Regions from separate parts of the Mus musculus genome. Here region 1 is linked to region 2. Evidence: chromatin contacts called from public HiChIP or PLAC-seq data. All regions are on one chromosome and are shown on one strand. Each heading gives the region's core, a stretch centred on a gene start, on an enhancer-like site or on the middle of the called end of the contact. The rest is flanking DNA. Distances are from core to core; before and after follow the strand shown. Region 1 has its middle 14 kb from the start of Plpp4. Region 2 has its middle 150 kb from the start of Gm32884.

Region 1 (4,667 bases), core at 644-3,143, 240 kb before region 2:
TCTGCTGACTTAAGTTCAAACCTTTACTCTGCTCCCACGGAACATCAGGCATGCAATACAATCTTTCCTGGTCTCAGGTTCTCTAGTCAGCATGTCAAAGTACTGTACTTTGGGTCTTAATTTCAGACCTAGAAAATAAGACTGTGTTGTTGTTGTTGTTGTTGTTGTTGTTGTTGTTGTTGTAGGGAAGCCATTAGAAGCATGGGAGAGCAATCCATCCCTTCATTACAAATCTAAAACAAGATAGAAAAACAAATCCCTGGACTGGTTTTCAGGGTTTTCAGTAAATGCCTGCCCCTCTCACAAGCTTGCTTTTATATTTGTACCATGAAGTTCCCAAGACTGGTAATAACAGAAAATTTGGGGGAAGCTATGGGAGACAGATGCTGAAAATCCAGGCGTGGAATCGTTCGTTACACAAATAAGGGCAGGAGGCTACACACTGCTCACCATTATCACAATGCCATGAGCTGCATACAGACAGAGAGATGCCACATTCCCAGAGGGAGGTCTTCACTTTCAGCCTTTCTCTCTGTGCCCTTAGAAGCAGGTAATGAATGAGTGAGGTGCAGCAGGCAAAGCAACTCTTGCATTGTTCATTATTATTTCCACTAAGGCTATGGTTTTGATGTGGTCTTCAGAGTCAATGGACATTGGTTCCGACAATGTCTCTGCCCCCTCTCCATCAAGTGACCTCGGGCAACTGGCCTAACCTCCCTGTGCTTTGGTCCCTATGGAACAATGTTAGTATTGACACCTGCCCTGCAGAGCATTCAGGGTGCCCAGTGAGGTGAGGTATGTAAGTGGTGGGCACACAGTATGTGGCAACTGGCCAGCACTGAGGAAACAGAGCAGCGGGTTTTTCTTTTAGAAATAATTGTATTGCCTGAGTGGGATCGATTGGTTGTAAGGCTCTGTTCTAGTTTGATTTTTGTTGCTGTGATAAAACACTCTGACCAAAAGCAACTTAGGGGAGGAAAAGATTTATTCGGCTTATACTTCCAGGTCACAGCCCATCACCAAAGGAAGTCAGGCAAGAACTCAAGCAAAAACTTGAAGCAGAAACTGTCGAGGAATGCATGCGACTTGCTGGCTTTCTCTCAGGCTTATGCTTAGCTGGATTTCTTATGCAGCCTAGACCTCCCTGCCCAGGGAATGAATGGTACCGCCCACAGTGGGACTGGCCCTTCTACATCAATTAATAATCAAACCACACCCCCAAACATGCCCACGGGCCAATCTGATATAGACAAACCCTCAATCAATTGAGACTTCTTTTTCAGGTGACAAGCTAACTAGGACAAGCTTCTCCACAGAGCTGCCTTGGTCTTCTGCTGTTTGGCTTCGCCTGTGTCCATCTATTCCTTTTGGAGAAGGAATACTGAAGGAAAGTCGGTGGGCTGGCCTTCCTGCAGACTGCATATTAGAAATGGTGGTTTCAAATCAGCGTGTAAAGTCTTAAATCAAAGTATGGTTATGAGCAATATAAAAGAAAGAGCATACTAACCCTCAGTGCACCAGGGATTCCCCAGTAAGTAAACCTGTGTAGCCACATAAGCTGAGTTTTGTATAAACATTAGAGAAGATTGCCACCTTCTGCTCCTGCATGGGTCTGGCATCTGCATGAAGGTGACAATGATCAGAAGTCATGTACTCCATGCAGGTTATTGTAATGTGCTAGCCTCTGCATATCTCTTTGCATCGAATGCATACAGGGGGACAACAGTGCTAGTCCAGTGCCTGTCCTTGTCACTTTGAACCTGTCAGCTGTGTCGTGACAAGTTTGGACACTTTGCCAAGTAAAATGTGCAGCTGGCCCATCAGAATAATGCCCCGTGTCGGAGGCACGATTCAGTCCTCTCAAAAGGCTCGGCTGCTTCCTGCCTGCCAGAGATATGTGGAAGGGAGGTGGTTATTAGCTTTCTAAGTGACTCATTCTGAGAGCAATTACTATCTCTCTCATGTTTCTAGAATAGTTTGATCGAAATATACTGTGTTTGCAAAGCAAGATATTTAAAAATCCATTGTCAGTATTCTGTGGAAAAGAGTTTTTGTTTTTTTGTTTTTTTTCTGTTCTATGTTGTGTTAATCAGTTCTGCCTTCCTTCAACAGAATACCTGAAGCAACTAATTTTATATAGAAAAAAAGTTGGCTATGGCTCATGGTTTTTGAGGTTCAAATTCTAAGGCTGGGTGGCCTTGCTGGCTTGGCCTCCGGTGAAAATGGTGTGTGTCAACACACTGTGGTAGAAATGTAGCTGAGAACGCTGGCATCAGTGAGAAGGGCCTCGATCTTCTGCAGAAACACGTGTCTCAAAGAACTCCCACTAGGATGTGCCTTTTAAAGTTCCATAGATAACAGCTTCACACTAGTGACTAAGACTTCAATCAGAGTGGGCCCTTGGGGCCACCTCTAAATCCTAGTACATTTGATCTAGAGAGAATGCAGAAAGAAAGAGGACACAGCGAGCAAAAGACGGCCGTGCTAATGTCTTAGTTTAGGTTTCTACATAGGCTGGTCCTAAATCATGAGGACCATAATCACTTGTAGTCAGTTTGGAAGTGATACCAGACAGCTCTGTAGGAGACAGGGAAACAAAACAGAAGAGGGGACAGTCCAGGTGGACCCTGTTGGCAGGTGACACTCAGCATTCTAGGGCCACTGGAGTAGACAAGGCATCTAAGTCACCTTCACCTTCCACCCAGATTCACTGGAGACCAGAGTTTGCATCCAACAACATCTGGTTCCAGAGCCACTCTGGGAATGAGGGGCAAGGATATAATACTGAGTACATCTGGCTTTCCTGGAGTTCTGCCCAAGCATATGATGAGGCCAGAAAAAGCCCTGGCAGGGAGGTGAAGATACTTGCAGGCAGCAACTAAGAGCCTGTCAGGAAAAAAAAAAAAAAAAAAAAAGGATACTGAGGAGTGGGGGAGGGGACAGTACTACAAGGCCATGTAGGGATGCACAGGTGTGAAAAGTCAGGTACATGCCCCCTCTCTCTCCATTGGTGGCAATTTAGTGCTTATCTTTCTGCATTGCCTGGGGGCGATTCTAACCTCTCTCTCTCTCTCTCTCTCTCTCTCTATATATATATATATATATATATATATATATATATATATATATATATATATATGTCAGAGGTCACTACCAGTTTTCTTCCTCTAGTACTCTCTGCCTTACTGTTTTTTGAGACAAGGTCTCCAACTAGACCTGGAATCCATTAATATGACAGGAGTAACTGTCCAGCAAGCCCCAGGAGCCTTAGTCTCAACTTCCCTTAAGTAGGGGTTACAGGCACATGCTAGCATGTCTTGCTTTTCTGTGGGTGCTGAAGAGTAAAACGCAGTTCCTTGTGTTTGTGTGGCAAGTGCTTTGCCAACTCAGCCCTCTCCATGGCTCTCTCTCTCTCTTTACCTTCCTCGTACAGATCAGGAAACTGAGGTTACATGAGGTTAAATACCTAATTCATGATGCTTCACACCAATGGATTCTAGATTCACCACTGGATTCTGGAGGTTATTTGGTTTCCAAGTCTTAGCCTCAGCCTTTCTCCGTTAGTATAACACATTCTGTTGCACTATCACTCAAGTATAATGCTCACTGGTTACTTAATTTTTCTACCTCACAGCAGATTAGAAGCAAGAATTGCCTAAACCATAACTGCATCTCAGCTTGCAGGGTCCAGGCCACACCTTCCACTGCGCCACCCAGTGAGAGAAGAACAAGGGGCACATCCTCCTTGAAAAGGTCCCCAGGGAAGCTGGGTGCTCTCTGAGAGACATTAGCAGGAACTGCAAGGATGCTGAGGCTTGCCCTTCAGAAGGGAGAATTTCAGGCATCAGGCTGACCCCATTCCCTGACTGAGCTGGAGTCAATGAGGCTTTCTGCTCCTCATTACAGATGCTCACACTTTCAAGATTAGCCTCAGAAGCAGAGGAGAGAAATGCCTGGCGGGGGATGGGAAGGAAGGAGTTGTCTTAGAGGAAGACTATCCTGCTGCGTGGAGGTCATTGATGAGAGTGTGCTGCTCAGCATCCCAGCCTTAGCCCCTCCCAGAATCACCAGGAGAGGGGAGGCTAGCTTTAGGTAGAGACTGAAAGACCAGGTTGAATTAGGAGAAGACTCAACATGAAGAAAGGATAGCTCCTTTTCACTTCAAAGCCCTTTTCAAAACCTGAATTCAAAAGCAGCCCCCGGGAAACCCTGCCTGGGAGGGCATCTCTCTGCCACCTTTAAAGATGAGAAAGAGGCCCAGGCATGACTGTACCTATGGGGACCAGAACCACAAATAAACATCTAAAGCTCTCTGCTCTCTGCTCTGGCCACACAGCCCTCTAACGGAGAGGTCTACAACATTGTAAGCCCATCCATGGAACGGAATAGATAGAGGATGGTTCCCTTCCAATAATTGCCTTGCAAAGGAGGGATCAATAGCCCCACACTCACCTGCTTTCTCAGGCCTAGAGAGTTGGCATTGGTGAAGGGAACGGGAATTCCTGTCAGCTGCACAGAACAGGCCCTGCCTCCATGGTTCAGGCATCTTTACCCAGCAACTCTCTCTATAGAATAATTAGTCTGTCAGACGATTAACAAGCAGAGTCTTGCTCTTGAATATCAAACAAAACTCACCAGAAGCTTGCCTCCATTCTGCTGGGCTTGGT
Region 2 (4,684 bases), core at 64-2,563:
GGGGGACAAAACCTGAGAGTCGCCTCTGGGTCTGAGCTTCCCCACAGGTATCTGTAATTACATAGACTCCTCAGTCTGATGCCTGCAGAGGGAATCAGCTGTGGCCCCTCTAAATTCTGGCAGAGGGAACTTAGGTTCCTCCTGAAGCACTGACATTATGTGTTAAGGAGAAGAGGAGAAGAGCTGGTCACTATAACTCAGAATAAAACACAAGGTAGGAGTGACCAGGAGAAAGGTTTTCCAGCCATCATCAAATGCTGACCGTGATCCCAGTTCACACTATACACAGCAATGGTTCTGGGAACGAGGCTCCCCACATACTCTATGAGAGCTTTCCCCATCACATCACCTTCGATGTGGACACAATCTCCTCAATGTGTTTGACTTTTCTAAGCCACGGGGCCTTCTTTTCACTCTTTATAATGCAAGCTTTCATTTACCTACGACCCAAGAAAGAACTCCTGGAAACAGCAGGAAGTTGATGAGGAAGCTGAGTTCTTGGGTGTGGAGAAACATTGCTAATTAAGGTCACAGTCTATCATGACCACATAGCTCCTCAGAGCTTGGTGCAAAATGGAGGGCTCACTCTACCAGCAGGGCTCCCCCTTCTCTGACCTTGCTGGGGTACCTCCCACACCCTCTACCCAGAGAAGATCAAGTAGTCCTTGGCAGACCTACAAGTTCAACTCCCCTGCCTCCATAAGAACCTGTCCAGCAGGTCCTTGGGATTCCTGGAACGCCTCTCCATACAAACATTCACAGTACTTTAAACTCCAGACAAGGATTTTTCATTTACCCTAATAATCCCTTCACACTCTTCAAAGTCCATAGGTTGCCTTGGTTCACCCCAAATGTTCAAGTACATTGTACTTGTACATGTACAAGTCCACCCTGAGTAAAGGTGTGTGCACAAGCTAAGATCATGTTAGAGAGCTGTTTCAGGGAAGATCTTTGGAGAAGGCCTTCTCTGCCCCTCCCTGTGCCCCCAGCACTCACATCCAGCCTGACTGAGATCCTGCAGACCCGACCATTCTACTTCATCCTTCCATTCTAGTGCTGGACACTCTGAGTGGAAGGGAGCAGAAAACTCAGGACCACAGCTGGACCCCAACATGCATACCACACTTGGAGACAAAACAAGAAAACAAAAACCACTTGGAACCCCCATCCAGGAACTGCCAGCACACCCCGGCCACCTGCCATGTAAAGTTGGACTAGCCACGTTATGATAGGAAGGAACCGTCACGCTGTCCCCTTCAGAGGAGTGGATCATGACAGTGAATGTGAGTAACTGATCCGGCAGCAGCTTGGAGGCAACAGCTTCATGAATGGCAGCTATTACATTTATTACTCCAAACCCTGTACTTACTCACAGTGTCACAAGGCCTCTGTTGCAGCTGACAGATGGTGATGACTAATTCTGGAGAACAAAGATAATATGCTCTCTGATGCTGTCACCCCTGTCCTGTAAGGAAACGAGGCTATATTACACTAATCTTTCAGTCAGACCACTTCCACAGTGAAGCAAACAGTCATGCCCAAATTATGTCACTTTTGGACATCTACCTGGCAGGTTGATCAAAGCTCTTTCATACCCAGTTGCAGCCAACTTGATCCATTTCAAGGAAGCCACTGAGTTTCTATAATGTGTAAAATATATAAACAAAAGACTGTAAGAAATCCTATCAAATGGTATGATGAAGGTAGATTGTAGAACAGAGAGATTTAGACCTCAGACTTGCCCCTTGTCCTCTGGAGATGGCTCAGCTGGTAAAGGTGCTTTCCGCCAACCTGATGACAAGCATTTGATCCCAGGGACAAACATGGTAGAAGAAGAGAATTGACTCTCACATAATGTCTTCTGGCCTCCATATGCACTGCAAGATATCGCCACACACCCATATATACATATGTACAATTATATACACTCATGCAATGTAAATATATACATTAATAAATGTAATTTTTTAAGTTTCCCTCCTTCAGGGACCCCACAAGAGCTATATGCACAGCTGCATCCTCTGGAAAGGTGATTAGCAAGATGATTTAGAGGGCTAAGCTCCTGGGAGCCAACTGCTCATAAGTAGGGCACTCATTTTGGTGTGGTGTGGATGTGTGTGTGTGTTATGTGGTATGTGTGTGTGTGTGTGTGTCTGTGTGTGTGTGTGTGTGTGTGTGTGGTGTGTGTGTGTGTCTGTGTGTGTGTGTGGTGTGTGTCTGTGTGTGTGTGTGGTGTGTGTCTGTGTGTGTGTGTGTGTGGTGTGTGTCTGTGTGTGTGTCTGTGTGTGTCTGTGTGTGGTATGTGTGTGTGTGTCTGTGTGTGTGTTATGTGGTGTGTGTGTGTGTGTGTGTGTGTGGTGTGTGTATCTCTGTGTGTGTGTGTATGGTATGTGTGTGTGTCTGTGTCTATGTCTGTGTGTGGTGTGTGTGTCTGTGTGTGTGTGGGGGTATGTGTGTGTGTCTGTTTCTATGTCTGTGTGTGGTGTGTGTGTCTGTGTGTGTGTAGGGGTATGTGTGTGTGTCTGTGTGTGTGTGTGGGTGTGTGTGTGGGGGGGGGTGGGTGTGTGGGTGTGTGAGTGGGTGTGTGTTATGTGGTGTATGTACACATGTATGCAAGAAGCCAGAAGAGGGCACCAGACCCCCCTAAAGCTCGAGGCACTTGTGAGCTGCCCATATGGGTGCTGGGACCTGACCTCCAGTCCTCTGTAAGAGCATCAAGTGCTCTTACTAGTCACAGAGCTATATGTCCAGCACCACTCCTAAGAACAACAAAAAAGAAACCAAGAAAAGAAAAACTGTTTGAAGGAAGGAGTACTGTATCGGGAAATATTGACAAAGACCCATCACGTTCCCATACTTTTGATGCATATGCCATTTTTTATTATTTCCTGCAACAGACTATGATTTGTCTATTGAGAGAGAAAGACAGGACAGGAAGACCTCAGCTGGGATGTCACACCCCATTGTCATGACTGATTGTCTGGGGGCACCTTGTAACATCTCATCAGCATGCTTTACCAGTAGCCTGGCTACACTGACAGAAACTTCATTCCAGCATTATAAGATTGAAAATCTTCCCAAGATGTCATCTTAATGAGTGCTCTTCTTTGACCACATTTCTCCTATACTTTCTGGTCACAGGACAGGCAGCGAGTAGACTTGCAAAGGGCCCTGGCTAGTGAGCTATACCTACAGATATGTCTTGGATATTAGGGGACCAAGGAGCAGGTAGACTGGCAGGGGCAGCGTGTTTAACCTGGTACTTGGCCAATGAGGAGGCAACTGCACAAAATGTCAGTGAAAACTGGTTCTAGATAGAAAATTGCAAATAATGGTCAGATGCTGAGTTCTTTGTCAAAGATCCAGAAACACTGAACAAAACAGCAAGGTTTTGTCTGTCATGTCCAAGGGGCTCAATTTGCCACACTAACCAATTGACACTTAGAGCCATGTTTTATTGTCTTCTGCCTGCCCATTAATAGTAGCAGGAGGACAATAATTCAAAATAATTACAAAAGAGAAAGGTAGTAATTAGAAGTACAAATTAGCTATTAAATGATTCAGAAATTTCAAAGTGAGAAGATGACCTTTTGACTTCTTATCTGGCAGTGACAAATTGGGTTCTGACTTGAGAGGAAAAAAAAAAAGACCAAAGCATTCTAACACATGATGAATTCCCTTCTAATTCCCATGGGAGCCTGGTCAAGCTCGCTAGAAAGAACCCGATAGAAACTGAGTTTCAGGAGGTCCATCAGCAGCTCCCAACCTGCCTACCTGGAAAGGTCTCCTTCCTCTCTATACTGTTGGTGCCTTCTCTTGTAATGATAAAGAAGGAAAACAGAGGAAAGCCCACAGCCTTGCATCTTACTTAATTAGTGGATGCTAGCCTACAAGTTAATGAATAGGCTGTTTCCTGTTATCATTTTAAATTTTAGGCTAGATGTTGGGGACAAGCTCTGGGTGGCACTTTGGATGCGTATGTCCTCAGCCCACATAAAGCCAGACCCACATGTCCCTACATGTAGCAGCACACGTCTGTAACCCCAGTGCTTCCATGAGGACATGAGAGGTGGGGACAGCCTCCCAGGCCAGCTAGTCTACATACCAGCAAGCTACAAACAGACCCTGTCTTAAACCAGGTCGAAAGTGAGGGCCAGTACCCAAGGCTGGCCTCTGGCCTCCTCATGCTCATCCTCTCTCTCTCTCTCTCTCTCTCTCTCTCTCTCTCTCACACACACACACACACACACACACACACACACACACAAAACACACCCATTACACACTACACAGGAACACACACATACACTACAAACACACACCACACACACACACACACACACACACACACACACAGAGCGCTAAATATACCCCTATGCGAGGTACCCCTAATCTTCTCATCAAATGTGGCAGCAAACTTCTATTCTGGGCTCATTTCCCTCTGAAAACCCTCCTGAGTTAACATGCCACTTTGCCTGTTCAGTGAGAACACCCTGTTCTCAATTCTATTCGATTCTAACCTGAAACCATGCATTAAACCCCACCTCTTCCTCTTAGGAAAAACTTGCCAGCTCCAAAGTTCCAAGATTTTACTGCTTGTCATGTGGCTCTTTGCACAATTTTAATTCAGGACACTTAATTGCATGTTAAAGCAAAAAAAGTGTTCTTCTTGTGTAAGGCTCTG

What was found. HiChIP or PLAC-seq counts read pairs in DNA pulled down with a chosen protein or histone mark.
Region 1: an H3K27ac HiChIP or PLAC-seq map of VIP interneurons shows a contact between it and region 2, with 6 times the contacts expected there. The contact joins two enhancer-like sites. A contact is called at or near these places in 5 of 39 promoter capture datasets (frontonasal cranial neural crest, hippocampal neurons, liver and 1 more) and 2 of 115 datasets of contacts at active chromatin or transcription factors (VIP interneurons and forebrain).

The regions. Positions count from the first base shown.
Region 1 is chr7:129,241,252-129,245,918 of GRCm38.p6, reverse strand. No RefSeq gene overlaps it. Among named protein-coding and RNA genes, the nearest start is that of Plpp4, 14 kb to the left of the region's middle. Within about 2 kb of position 1,893, at least 3 of the 459 cell types and tissues checked have an H3K27ac peak or open chromatin away from gene starts, as enhancers often do. A contact at or near this core is called in VIP interneurons, where this site is marked.
Region 2 is chr7:128,999,335-129,004,018 of GRCm38.p6, reverse strand. No RefSeq gene overlaps it. Among named protein-coding and RNA genes, the nearest start is that of Gm32884, 150 kb to the right of the region's middle. Within about 2 kb of position 1,313, at least 9 of the 459 cell types and tissues checked have an H3K27ac peak or open chromatin away from gene starts, as enhancers often do. A contact at or near this core is called in VIP interneurons, where this site is marked.